2 separate regions of the Rattus norvegicus genome follow, and region 1 is linked to region 2. The links are chromatin contacts, called in public Hi-C maps. All regions are on one chromosome and are shown on one strand. The core of a region is the stretch at or near the end of the contact, and the rest is flanking DNA. Distances in the headings are between cores, read along the strand shown.

Evidence for each region. Hi-C and Micro-C count contacts between places; a contact is called where the count stands out from the background.
Region 1: a Hi-C map of mammary epithelial cells shows a contact between it and region 2, with 2.2 times the contacts expected there. The contact joins the promoter of Dnpep here to the promoter of Cnppd1 in region 2. A contact is called at or near these places in 1 of 12 Hi-C or Micro-C datasets (mammary epithelial cells) and 1 of 1 datasets of contacts at active chromatin or transcription factors (oligodendrocytes).

The regions. Positions count from the first base shown.
Region 1 is chr9:84,253,625-84,260,560 of GRCr8, forward strand. Dnpep (aspartyl aminopeptidase) reads right to left here and starts at 3,827. Exons shown (of 15, transcript NM_001024879.1): 1 at 3,697-3,827; 2 at 3,069-3,162; 3 at 2,900-2,988; 4 at 2,689-2,802; 5 at 2,315-2,440; 6 at 1,993-2,123; 7 at 1,694-1,769; 8 at 1,480-1,587; 9 at 673-750. The coding sequence starts at 3,702.
Region 2 is chr9:84,084,154-84,091,133 of GRCr8, forward strand. It overlaps Cnppd1 (cyclin Pas1/PHO80 domain containing 1), which reads right to left and starts at 4,380. Exons shown (of 9, transcript NM_199112.1): 1 at 4,087-4,380; 2 at 3,488-3,575; 3 at 2,987-3,095; 4 at 2,106-2,187; 5 at 1,845-1,965; 6 at 1,636-1,764. The coding sequence starts at 3,556. It overlaps Retreg2 (reticulophagy regulator family member 2), which reads left to right and starts at 4,838. Exons shown (of 9, transcript NM_001100760.1): 1 at 4,838-5,174; 2 at 5,427-5,533; 3 at 6,713-6,743. The coding sequence starts at 4,909.

The DNA.
Region 1 (6,936 bases), core at 2,577-5,076, 170 kb after region 2:
CTAATGGAATAAGTAAATCCATTCTCTGGGTATTTGCTCTCATACACTCCCATGCACAAGGCGGGAGGATAATGTTGAAAACAAACAGAAAACTTAAGTCCTGGGAGGTCAAACCAACGGGCTTCCATTAACAGCTCTAGACATGTCCATGAACCCAGCTGGTTGCCTCAGAAGCAGACACAGGCCCCAGATCTACAGTTCTACCCAAAGCCTATCTCCAACCACAAGACAGGCAGGGAGAGGCAAGCTGAGCAGCAGAGGAAGGGTAAAGGGGAGAAAGCTGAGAAACAGCCTGCCTGGGGTAGAGCAGAAGTGGAGACTATGAAGGTGAGCAAGAGGTACAGACAGCCCTACTGAGGGTTCAAGGATCACAAAGAAGGCAAGCAGTAAGTGAGAGATTGTTTTCCACAGTGGCAAGGCCTTTGTTTTCAGACAGAGGTCATTAAGGAAAAGTAGATGACACCATGGCACCCCACTGCCACCTTTTCCACATCAGCTCCTGGCCCCAGACCAGCACAGTAATAGTATGTCAAGGCTGCAGCATATAGGCCCTTCCCCGAGCCAACAGGGTGGAGGCCTGGCTAAGTAGCCATCTCTCACCACCTCCTGGGGCTCCCACCTCAATTCTTAACTCCCCGCCTCTCATGCTGCCTGGGTGCCCTGGCTCCTCACCTGCAGAGCACAGAAGCAGCTATGCAGATTGTCCAGCCGAGGAGCAAAGATGAATTCTTCATAAGCTCCACCCAGGGTCTAAAAAGACAGAATGAACACCTAAGTGCCCAGCCCCTCCCCACTTCTCCCTGTTCCCAAGGGCCAGAGCAACTCTTGACTGTTGGCTCAGGAAACTATTCTTGCTGTTCAGCAGAGAATGAAGGCCAGGAAAGGGCAGCCTACAGTATCTGACCTCTACTGGAGAGGCAGGTCAAAGGAGGGCTAAGTGGTCACCAAAAAAAAAAAAAAAAAAGCAGCCAGCGGTGGTAGTGCACACCACTGATCCCAGCACTGGAACAGCAGAGGCAGGAGGATCTCTAAGCCAAGGCCAGCCTGGTCTACGTAGTGAGTCCCAGGACAGCCAGGGCTACACAGAGAAACCCTGTCTAGAAAACAAAAACAAAAACAAAACAAAACAAAAAAAACGCAAAACAATGCCAACTAAAAGGAAGAAAACAGCTAACAGAAACTTAGGACCAAGGATCCAAAGATTTAGCAGCTCCCTACTTAGCACTTGGAAGGCACCAGGCCTCTTTCCCTCAGAGGTTCAGAGCCAGCATAGGACAAAGCAGATAGGCACCACCTCACACATCACACCCAGTCTCGGTAGGAGGGTCTTCTGGGGAGATGCTCTGCTTATTGGCTAACTACTGAAAGCAGAGGAAGTGCCAACTACTGGGAAGAACAAGGATGAAACTAACTGAAGAGCTTCAGGGATATGCTATGGTTGGCAGGGACCCTGGAAGACCCCACCACAACCCTCCTTACTGCAGGCTGGGTGTCTGCCAGGCAGAGCTCCATCTCCATGATGTTGTCAGGACTCAGTCCCAGATGGGTACAGAGCAGGGACATGAGGACTGAGTGGTGCCGCTCATCCTGTAAGGCAGGAGGTGTTGGAAGTTGGCTCTGCTCGTCTCTGCCCCTTTCGAGGGACTGGTCTGTTTCCACTCTGCCACCCTCCCTGGGGCAGGGAGCTTCTTACAGTAGCACTGAGAGGCCCTGGTTCAGGAGTCCCTTTCTCCAGCTCTTCCTGAACTGCTGTGGCAAGAATAGGGACTCTGTGGGGAAATGGGTTGAGAGAAGGGAAAGAGACAGCCATGAACATAGGCCTCTTCTCGTCCTCCGACTCCCAGCCCACTCCCCAAATGGATTGAACTGGTTTCCAAAAGTGCAACTTGATGATGGTCACTAAGAGGTGGTCCTCTGGGTCCCAGTGGGTCCCTCTGTTACCTGGTGCCATACCCTACCCCTCACAGCCATTAGAGCCCTTGATGTACTTACAGGTGCATCTCTGTGTTGGGCCCAAAGTTCTCATTGACATTTCGCTGCAGATGGATGGCCAGATGCGGGATGCGCAGGATGGGCCGCTCTATATGCACAAACCTCTGCTCCAGTCTGCCTGACGTAGGGCACTGTGGCCAACTGGCCAAGTCAGAACTGGGCACCTCCCACATCCAGCTGATAAAATCCCTTACTAAACCCAGAATAACCATGTCCCCTCTTCCCCACGAGGACTCTTCACTGGTACACTGAAGAAATGTGACACTCAATCTTCAGGCTGCCGAAGAGAGAACCTCCCCAGTTCCTAGCCCCTCTATACCACCTTGATAATGACTCGTCCAGCCAAGGTCAGGTCCCGGTCAAACCACGTGCTCCAGATCCCACCACCATAGGTCTCTACGCCCACCTGGTGGTAGCCCACCTGGCTTCGGCGAGATTTGCGTTTCACCTGAGCATAAAAATGAGAAGAAAGGGAATGTCTGAAAGGTAATATCTGGAAGTGAGACTCAGGCAATAAGTTATACAGAGCAAACATCACATCAGTTGACAGCTGAAAGTGGGGGTGGGGGAGCATGGGGCAGGTTTGCCTACTTCCCAGGACCTTGGGATAGAGCCTTCCAAATTGAGCCTCATAGATCTCTTCATCCCAACTGCCCCCGCACCTCCCTTCAGTCCAGCCAAGTCCTAACTCCTTACCCGGAGGCAGGGACTGTCCGTGTGGGCCCCAATGAGGCTGAAGCCATTGCCAGGAACATACTGGCCCCCCACAGCAAAAGCAATGATGGTGGAGGAGTTCCTGGTTAAGAAGTACTGGGGGAGAAAGTTGAAAGACAGGGGCGTGAGTTGCTTAATGACCTGGAACACAGGACTTTGAAACAGGGTCTGACCCCATACTATCCCTTAGTACCTTGTTTTCTGGTAAGATATCCCAGCCCTCTGTTTCCTTGAGTTCACGGAAGCCAGCCTGGAGTAGGCGGCTGCGACACTCGGCCACGACTGTAGGAAAAGGGCTCTCACAGCAATGGAAGTTGGTTAAATTACTCCCACTTCTAGCCTCCCTAACCGTGGTCACCTACCATGGAAAGGAGAGGGGCTCCGGTTCACGAACTTGATGAGCTCCCTGGCTGTGGCCTGGATAGCCTCTTTCCTAGCTCTGCCGTTCATGGCCACCTACGGGGAAGGAAGGGGGAATTCAAGCTGTTGCCAAGTCTAGGACCACTCTTTTCACCCGAGCTCCGAGGATCCTAGAAATGAGAACGCCAAGGCTCAACCTCTGCTTCCGGGGGATTCATTAGCGACAGATGTGGATTCCTAGGTCGACCGACCGCCCTCGACTCAAAGGTTCAGTTCCAAGGCTAGAGGACCTCCACCCAGTTTTGTCCCTGGAACTGCAGGACCTGAAAGGCCCGCCCCCTAAATCCCAACCCACTCCCCGCCCAGCCCGGAAATCCAGCAGCGGAGCGGACCTCAAATCTGAAAAGGCCACCGTGTCCGGAATCAAAGCACTACTCCACCTGTCCTCCCTCCCAGTCAGTCCCTGGACAGCCCTTCAGACTTCCGGAAGGTCAGGCCACCGCGGAGGCTTTCAGTTTTACTTTGAAACCGGAGTACGCTCGTCTCAGCGCCGCCTTAAGCGTAGCTCCAAAAGGGCGCGCGGCCGGCTGTCTAGACGAAGTTGAGGCGCGACCGGCGGCAGCCACCTACCTGCATAGTCCTACCGCACTCCTCTCCAGGGGTCGGACTTCGGCCCGCCCCTGCCTCTCCGCTCCTCCCTTCCTGATCAGGCCTCGCCTTCGCCGAGCTGTGGGCTCCGCCTCTCGTCAGGCCCCACCGGGTCTCCACCTCAACCAGGCCTCGCCCCGCCCCCGCTGCTCCGGAGCTCCGCCCCTTTCAGGCCTCGGTCGGGTTCCACCCCTGCTTCTCGCTCAGTTCCCGTCAGGCCTCCTTCCAAACACGCGGACTGTTCTGCGCCAATCAGGCCGCGTCCCATCCTCACTACTCCGAGAGCTCCGCCCCTGTTAGGACATGTTCCGGTTCCGCTCCCGCCTCACTGACCTGCCTCCTCCCAATCAGGGTGCGTTCTAACCACGTGGACTAGTCAGCACCAGTCATACCGCGCCCCGCCCCTCTGTCCCCTAGCTTTGCCCCGTTAGGGGATGTGTCTCATGCCCTGCCCTCATTGCTCCACTAGCTCCGCCCCATCAGGGCTACTCTCCAGACCCTGCCCCCGTTGCTCCTCTAGCTCCGCCTCTTCAGGGCTTCCTCAGCAGGCCCCGCCCCTGCTGCCTCTCTCGCCCCGCCTCCATCAGGCGGAGTCCTACTGGCGTCAACCCCCTCTGCCCTTCCCTTTGTCAGCAGCCTTGAAGCTGAGGCGAGGCGTTCAGCTCCTGGAGCACCCTAGGCAGGGGAGCCCACCGCCGCAGCAGGGCCCTCTAGCGCCTCGGTGGTATTAGCACAGCCGCTGACCTCCATGAACTTAAGATAAATCTAAACGTGTTATGGCATGTAATCCTCAGAAGTTTACTGTCAACTTTTTGTAGACGAATTAACGGAATGAGGAGATTAATCTGTCTCTAGTTACAAATGTCACAGCTGGGCTTTTGACTCCATGAATTTGTTTGCAGAGCCTAGAACAACAGCAAGAGGCTTCGTAGGTCTTTTTCTCTCGTCCTTGGTTAAATGTTAAGCTATTCAGTAGGTCTCTGAGGAACACAGAAGTCAGTAACCTTTTCAAGATCACACAGCGATTTGGGTGGCCTTGAGATTTGATTCTGATACCCATGATTATTTTTTTTTTCTTTCAGACAGGGTTTCAATGCTGTTCAGGCTTTTCCAGAACTCACTACGTAGTAGCCCAGGCTGGCCTCAAATCCATGGCTTCCAGTTGTTGGAGATACAGGCATGAGCTGCCCCTACTGACTCTTTCTACGCTTTTAGACAATCGGGGGAAAGGGGGGAAGTAGACCCGTGTATTCTTGGAGACAATTCCAATATTATGTTTCCCTGTCAAGAGTGTTGAGTAGCAATCTTAAAACTCATCCATACATCGACGGATCAGGACTCTTATGGCTCTGGGGTTCAAAATAGAGTCCACCTACCAAAAGTGTAATAATCTTTCCAGGGCTCACAAGTCTCTGGGGACATCTGCTTTTATACTTGGGATGCGAGTGAACAGGGATAGAGTCTGGAAAGGTCCTGCCACCCTCACCTCAAAGAGGGCAGTTTCAAGATCCATTCAGCGGGTGACAGACTACATCTGTGTAGTCTCTTAACTATTCTTTGGATATCATTGTAACCCTACTGATTTGTACAATTAATACCCCTTAATAATTATATAAGTCACATTATGTATGAAGCTCAGTGCTAAGTGGACCACAAGAAGGATGGTCTCACCTGTTCTTTAGGGTCTGGTTACTTGGGAAAGGGGCTACATTCTAAGCTACTGATAACTGAGACGGTATGGTCAGTTCTCTGAATGAGTGGGTTCTGCATCCTTGAATCCAACTAAGTATTTGAGGTCCTGTATATTAACTAAGTAGAAACTACGAACGTATTTTTAAAATTCTATTTATGAGAGCAAGGGACGCTATTAAACTGCCAGGCAGCTGTCTCATGTCAACCTAGGAAATGTGAGTTTAAAATGATGATCCATTTTTAATTGATTTGATAAACGAAAATAGAAATTCTTGGCAATAGTAGGCATCAGAAAAGGCTTGAGGTAACACTTGCCTTTATATTCGATGTTCTAAAATGTAAATACTCCATATGGCTGTTTTCAAGCTATGAGCGCGATGTCACTGAACACAGATCTGGGAAGAGGTGTGCAGAAGCAAGCCACTGCATATGGTTCTGCCCGGCAGATGCACTGGACATAAATAACCTCTACAACAAAAATGTAAGACGCGGTAAGATAGTTGAAAAACTGGTGGTTTTAAATTTTTATTGTCTCTGCAATATAATTTAATTGTACATCTATATACATCAAAACCATAATGTTTTGATGACTGCTGCGTTTAACAACAGGATCACCAAATCCTTGGGAATGTCTCAGTGAGTTCTCGTGAACTGGTCCAGCTTGATACTCCATCCACACTCACCATCCTTGCTGTGAAATGTACTGCCATAAGATACCAGGCTGGGGGCTGGAGAGATGGCTCGGTGGGTAAGAGCACTGAGCTGTACACTGACTGTCCCTCCAGCTTTGCTACGACACCCCTGGTGTCAGGCTTGTCATAGTAGTTGCTTCAGTTACCTTGCAGAAACTCAAAGTCACTTTTGCTGAAAACATGGACTCTTCACTTGCACTTCAGGTCTCTGAATGGGACAAAAGTCTTGGCACGTCTTTCCTATTGTGTCTGTCCCTGTAGGGCTGGAACAATGCCCCAGGTTCCATTCTGGAGCCCGTACGGTGGAAGGAGACATAATTCTGGATTGGCTCAGCCTGTCGCCATTACATCTGCTGTGAGTATCTCATCCCGTGACCTTGTCCTCTCTGCACAGCTCAAGCACCAGCATTCCTCAGCCTTATCAGGAGGCTCCGACCAAATCACAGGGCCAGGACATTTATGTGACAATGAGTGACTCAGTGGTTCCTGGGTTAAGTCCCTACACATTAGCCTGCAAGCCGCAAGACCAGAATGTTTGTGCCCGAGGAGGAAAAGATCTTTGGAAATCTTTCCCATGACCAATGGGCAATTACTAAGGCTTAATCCATTCCAGAAAAATCAATGAAACTTTGCTGCTTGCTTCTGTCCAGCGAACAGCAGCCTGGTCTCCCTTTCAATCACTGCTCAGTGTGCTGCTTTGGGTTACACTGAAGCTGGATGGCTCAGCCTGAAGCTATAGAAAGACACCACCCTGCTTGTCTGTCTTGTCTTCAATGTGTGACTTGGTGTGCTTCTCTCCCTCATTTTCTTCCCCCTCCCCGTGTGTCTTAGAATTTTA
Region 2 (6,980 bases), core at 3,130-5,629:
TGTGCAAGAAAAAAGACAGGCATGGTAATTCATTTTTATGATACCAGTACTTGGAAGGTTGAAGCAACTGTACCGCAAGTTACAGGCCAGCTTGGGCTACAAAGTGAGTTCTAGGCCAGCCTGAACTATAGGATAAGGCGACTTCAACAAACCTAAATAAATAAGAACAGGAAAGAGCTACAGTAATGTTAGCCACAAGCCACCTGACCTGATCAGACAGCTACACCACCAGTCAATAAGATGTGCTAGCTACTCTCCAAAGAGTTTTCGCAAATTGTATTGTGCTATCACCACCAACCTGACCACGAGTTATTCCCTCTATAAAGTGCAAGTGGAGAAAATAAACCTAAGAAGGTCAGTGTCCATATGGAGCTCAAAACCTAAGGCAGAAAAGGCTCGAGGACAAATATTCAGAGGCTAATACTACAGGTTCTGCCTCAAAGTGTGTCCTTGGAGGAGGAGGAAAAAACCCTCTACTTTGAGACTCATTGCTTCAGGAACCTCTAGACTAGTCCTGAAAGGACAGGAAAGGGAGAGTCTACCAAAAACACAAGGACAGACATGCAAAGCTAGGTGCAGCATGTACATCTATAATCGGCAGGGAGACAAAAGCAGGAGAAGGAACAGGAGGTTCATCATGAGGTCAAGACCAGCCTTGTCTACACAATGAGTTCTAGGTCAGCCTGATTTAAAATGTATTAAGAGAGAGGGTCTGGGGACTGGAGAGATAGCTCAGTGATTAAGAGCACCGACTGCTCTTCCAGAGGTCCTGAGTTCAATTCCCAGCAACCACATGGTGGCTCACAACCATCTGTAATGAGACCTGATGCCCTCTTCTGGTCTGTCTGAAGAGACAATTTCAGTGTACTCATATACAGAAAACAAACACATCTTTGAAAAAAAAAAAAAAGGGAGAGAGAGAGAGACAGGGTCTGACGATGTAGCCCTAACTGTCCTGAAATGGACCAGGCTGGCTTCAAACACACAGAGGTCTGCCTGGGATTAAAGACATGCAACCAGGGGGTGGGGAGAATGAATGGAGATCAGTCGCTATCTCCGTTAGTAAATACCTTGTATATAAGCATGAGAAACCGAGATCCCCAGAACCCATGTAAAAGAAGTGGGCATGGTAGCATGCACTTACAGTCTCAACACTAAGGAGACAAAGACAAGCAGATCCCCTAGACTCACTGGTCTGCCAGCCAGCCTAACCTACTCTGAGTATCAGGCTAAATAAAGAGACCCTACTTCAAAAAGCAAGGCAGACAAGTCCTCAGGAAAACACCCAAGTTTATCTTGTCTACACACACTCACTCACACACACACACACACACACACACACACACACAGAGAGAGAGAGAGAGAGAGAGAGAGAGAGAGAGAGAGAGAGATTGAGAGAGAGAACAGAAAGCTGAGAGAGAACAAAGAATGAAGGAAAATAAAGGCAGATGAGAAGCTAAGTGGCGGTAGTACACACCTCTAATCCCAGCACTCGGGAGGATCTCTGAATTTAAGGTCAGCCTAGTCCACAGAGAGAGTTTTAGGACAGTCAGGGCTACACAGAGAAACCCTGTCTCAAAAACAAAGCAAAACAAACAAAACCAACCAAAGACAGATGAGAAAATAATCACTCACCATGGCACTCAGAAAGCTCCTTTCCAAGGCATTGAGAGTAGGCACAGCAACTCCCCCAGCAGCTCCCCATTCATCATTGAAGACCTCCTCTTCCTCCCCTTCATCATAAAGGTATTTACTGGCCACCATCTACAGAGAAGCCGGGAATGGCATCAGTGGAGTTCATACCTGGTGCTTGGCTCACCAGGAAGATAAAAGGAGTATCTTACCATGGAGATCAGAAACAAATCAGAAGACGACACGTGCTGCAGGTAATCTGGGTTTCGGTGCCGGAGTCGCTCAATGTACACCAGAGCTAACATCATAGCACAAGGGGAGATGCATGCCTCCCTGGGAGGTAGAAAGGATCAGTAATTAAACCCAAGGGCCCTTCAGCTCCTCCAACTCTCAAGATGCTCATTACCCTTTCTCTTTAGAGACAATAACATCCCACGCCCAATCTCATTATATCCCCTCGAACCCAGGCTCACCGGGACACGTGGGCTACATATTTTTTCTGGAGTCGGCGAATAGGACTGGGTGCTGCCTTCTGAAGAAGTTCCACAGTAATGTCTGCAAGGGGATAGGGGAGCAGAATAAGCAGCTCCAGCATACACAGCAGTTCCCACTACTGTCAGGGAAGGCCTAGGGGACACGATTGTCACTAAAACTAGAAACCAAATTCTCCTAAGATGGGAGAGGGAACTGATGAAGCAGGCCTGCAATCTCAAACCTCAAGCCATGAAGGCAGAGGGATTACCACAAGGTAGAGGCCACCCAGATCTATACAGTGAGTTCCAGGCTACTCAGATCTATGCAGTAAGACACTGTGTCAACCCTTCAGCCCTTGATTTTCCCACCATACCCCACCCCCAAATTCTAAGTGGATAAAAGCCCATTCCAAGGGTGACTCTCAGCTTTTTTCAGCAGAAAGTCTTGCTTTTCTACTGTTACTCATGTTTATCCTCCCCTAATGTTTGAGAACTGTGCCTTGTTTATGTGAGAAATGTGTAACATGTATTCTTAGGAAACTTAAATCTCTGACCTATAAATCAAAAGGGGAAGTAGAACTTGGGATAGAGCTCTGTGGTAGAATGCTCACCGAGTACACACAAAGCCATAAAAATAAGTGACTGCAATTTATGAGCTGTTTTTACTCATGTGGGCTAAAAGAATTTGAAACATGGCCTGCATTGTCAAACCAAGTACCAACCAAGCTAGTAATAATGAGACACAGTGCAGCTCAGAAGGGCAAACCTCCAGGCATTTGGGTGACTATGACAACCCAGTCCTCCAAGTTTCCACTTGCTCAGTCACACACACACACACACACACACACACACACACACACACACACACCCCACAGCCTAACCTGCCACAGGGCTGGAGAGCTCCTCCAGGCTGCAGTCTGTCTCCAAGTCCCAGCCATAATAGAGTCTCCTTCGGATTCGAGCGCTCAGCTTTTGGTGTCCTGGAAGAAACTGAAACAGGGCCAGGAGTAGTGGAGAGTGAACAGGGAAGGGTTTGGTGGAAATCCAGGGTATGCCACTGGGCCTATACTCTACCCAGCCCCGAGTTCCCAGGATCATTTGCTAATGGCAGCCTAGTTTTGTCCACAGGGAAAGACAATTTCACCCTGCCCCTGCCATCACTGAGGGCTCCCAGTAGAAGACTAGACAATTAGAAATCAGATGGACCCCAGTCTAATCACTAGCCGTTCCCCTCTTATAACCTGAGGCTTTGCCTTCAGGCCCAGGTGGCATGGGTTTCCAAGTCGGCATGCTCTAAACAGTCGCCCAAAACAGAGCATAGCAAGTAAACACCCAGGAGTTCCGACTCCCAAAGGCAGAGAACAGGCGGACTGCGCTCTCACCGTGAAGTCCTGGAAACCAGAGAGGGAGAAGGTGCCTTCTTCGTCCAGTAGGAGCCCAGCCAGGTCCATCGCCCCGTCAGCTGCCACCCTGAGAAGGTGGAAGGGAAGGGAAGGAATCGTAAGTGACCTGTAGAGCCGTCCTCACCCGTAGGCCCACCTCTCCCGAAAGGGCCGCCGCCCTTCTCGCAGGCAGCCGTGGGACGCCTCTTCCTGTTCCGCGTGCGACTAGGCCTCCCCAGTGCCCGATGACACGCGCGGCGCTCACCAGGCAAACTGGGAGGTATGAGGCTCAGAAGTGTTCTCAGTCCCTGCCGTGTCCGCCTGGCGTTTATAAGCTGCGGGAGTGTTGCCGACGAATCCGCACGCCCAGCAGGAAGCGCCTCCTGCCCTGCCCAACCTCCCGCCGAGCACTGGGGATGAATTGGGATACCATTCCCAGGGGACCGCGACACACCGAGGGTGAACGCGCCGACCAGACTTTGGGGTCGTGGTACAGATATTAACTAGCTTAACACAGAGGCAACACGAGATTGCTTCCCAGGTTTTAGGGAAGGCGCACTCAATCAGCAATGCACAGGAAAGATAAACAAGAAACTTACCCGTGGGAGAACTGTGAACAAGGTGGAAGGGAATCTGTTGAACCTTTACGCCCCTTAGAAGTTTGAAAGTGTAAAACTCGAATACATACTGTATTTTGTAGGGTTACTCCAGCAATTAAATGATCTCAAAAGATATGAAGCCTCAATGTACGATGTTAAACAAGTCTCCCCAAAGTAAACAGCGCCTGGAATGTTTTATTTTCAAACACGCCTTCCACCCAATTTGCCGCTGAAAGATTTGGGGAAGAAAGAGGGCCGACGCTCGAAGAAGGAAGAAGCAACTTTTCGAAGTTGGTGAAGCTGCTTTGAAGTCATTAATGTCACGCGCTGGTGTTTGTTTATCCGCGGAGGGGAGGGGAATGGAGGCGAAAAGGGTTGAGTAATGGGGATGGCACCGCCCTTCCCGATCTCAAGCAGATCCTAGCCAAGATCCTGGGGACCTGGAAGCCCACTTCCTTCGGTCGGAGCCTCACGGGAGATCTCCAGTGGCTCTGTAAACACCGGGAAAAGACCTCAGGCTGAGAAGCCTCGACGCCCGCCCCGGGTCACCACTCCAGCACCCTGGAAGCACAACTTCGTGGGTGCAGGATCACGGCAGCTGCCACCGCGCATGCGTGGGCCTCCCATCCGGGCTGTTAGGGCACGTCACATGACAGCGCGCTCGGTCACGTGACACTTGACCGCAGGTTGTTTTTTTTTTTTTTTTTTTTTTTTTTTTTTTTTGCTCGCCCGGGCGTGCGCCCCCTTCCGTCTGACGCGCCCTCGGCGGCGGCCGCGCAGCCCTGGCTCCTCGCGGGCTCGGGCAGCGGCTGCGGCGCGGTGATGGCAAGCAGCGGTGGCGGTAACACCGGCGCGGGTGGCACCTCGGGGCTGGGCCTGGGCTTGGGGCTGGGCCTCTGCATGGGTGAGGCCACCGGCGACGCGGAGGAGGAGGCGGCCGCAGCCGAGGCGGTGGGACGCCTGGCTACGTCCCTGTGGCTGCGGCTCCGTGGCTGGGAGGCGGTGCTGGCGGCTGCACAGCGACTGCTGGTATGGGAGAAGCCGCTGCACAGCCTGGTCACGGCGGCCACACTCAACGGCCTCTTCTGGTAACGGCCGCGGAGGAGGGGGCGGGGCCGGGCTGCGCGGGAGAGCGGGGGCGGGAGGACCGGGTGCTCACCTCCCTTCGAGGGCTGTCAGCGTCTGGGGTGGTGATCCTGCACCAGGTTGCCCCATTTCTTAGTCTTTTAGTGACAGGCAAGGCTTAGAGGGCCATCTCCCCATCAGTGGGTCTTTCTGTGATTTTTCGATGGATTTGGGAGCTCTCACCCACTGTCTGCTGAGATGACTGTCTCCCTAAGGTTGTTGTCTTCGTCGTCCCTTCGGCCCTTCTTCCTGCTCAGCATATCACTTCTGACCTATTTTCTCCTGGATCTCTGGCATCCTCGCTTTCTCCCTGACGTTTCAGGTGAGTTTCTTCATTCCACATGCACTATTGTGCACCTGCCCTGTGCATCTCCCTGCTACTTGAGGGAAGGCACAGCAAGGCCATTTATCACCTAAGGCATCCTCCATGCCCTTCTGTGTTTGTTTTAAAGAAAATTGCCTGAAATGAGATTTGTTTCTTTCCCAAAAATAATGTTCTTGTGAGTGTAGTAGTCAAAACTATAGCGTATTTAAAGCTCGGTGTGGTGATGCATACCTTTAATCCCAGCACTCAGGAGACGGAGGGGGGTGGGGGGGGGAGTCTCTGGGAGTTCTAGGCTAATTTGGTCTATGCTCGGAATTCCAAGACCGCCAGAGCTACATTGTGAGACATTGTTTCAATAAAAAAAAGGGTGTGAAGCTTGTAGCTGAAGCACCTGGGTCCTGTTCACTACCCTTCCCTTTGTGAGCAGCATGTATGGCCTTGAAAAAATTGCAAAAGTGTTGGGCGTGATGGGCTTGGTGCCACCCACCTGCCTTTAATCCCAGAATTTGGGAGGCAGAGGCAGGCAGATCTCTAGGCCATCTGAGTCTACAGAGTGGGAGCCAGCCAGAACTATACAGAGAAACCTTGTCAAAGAGAAGGAAGGAAGAAAAGAATTGTAGAAACAGAGAAATCACAGAGAGAGATGGTTAAATGAGAGAACATGATAGGAGTTGCTTTCCTATACACTTAATGTGGATCTTGGAACAACTATATATCTGGCCGTGTATGAATTACTTGGGACACAAATGTATAAAGTGTGGGGTCCTGTGTTTGATAAAGGCAGAGTTTAAAGGGGACAAAGGTGGACCTGGTGGCACAGGCCTACCATCCCAGCTTCTTAAGAGTCTGACACGGGAGGGTGCAAGTTCAAGGCGTACCCTGGGGATGCTGCTAAGTGGTATAGCATTGCCTAGTATTTGCCCCGGGCTCAATTCCCATAACTACAAAAAGGAAAGACAGGTACAGAAACAACATGTCATACAGCTGCCTGTTGGTGTATGAAGGAAATACTCTGGACCTTGTGTAGTGTGGTTCATGCCTGTGAGCAAGAGACAGGAGGATTACTAAAAATTTGAGACTAAAGAATGCTAAAGAGAGGCAGCTCTTTCTGACTTTGAATCTGTCTCTAAATGCCTCTTGAATGCTTAATTTACTCCCACCCCCTTTTCTCCATAGCACCACCCCCTGAAGAACCGCACTCCGACAGGTGAGTATAGGCCACCTTTTAAAGAAGATGCCCAAATGTGGTCTGCTTGCTGTGCTCAGCTTAGAGGAGCAGGAATGTGGCTTTTGCAGGCCTAGGCCCTGTGTAGCGAAGGGACTTAAAGCAAGCAAAAGCATGCTTGGCTCTAGACTTCTTTCTATGCAGATGCTGTTTCTTCTCCTGTGGAGGTAGAGGGTTTCGTACCCTGGGGATTTACTTCCCAAGACTAGGATGATTTCC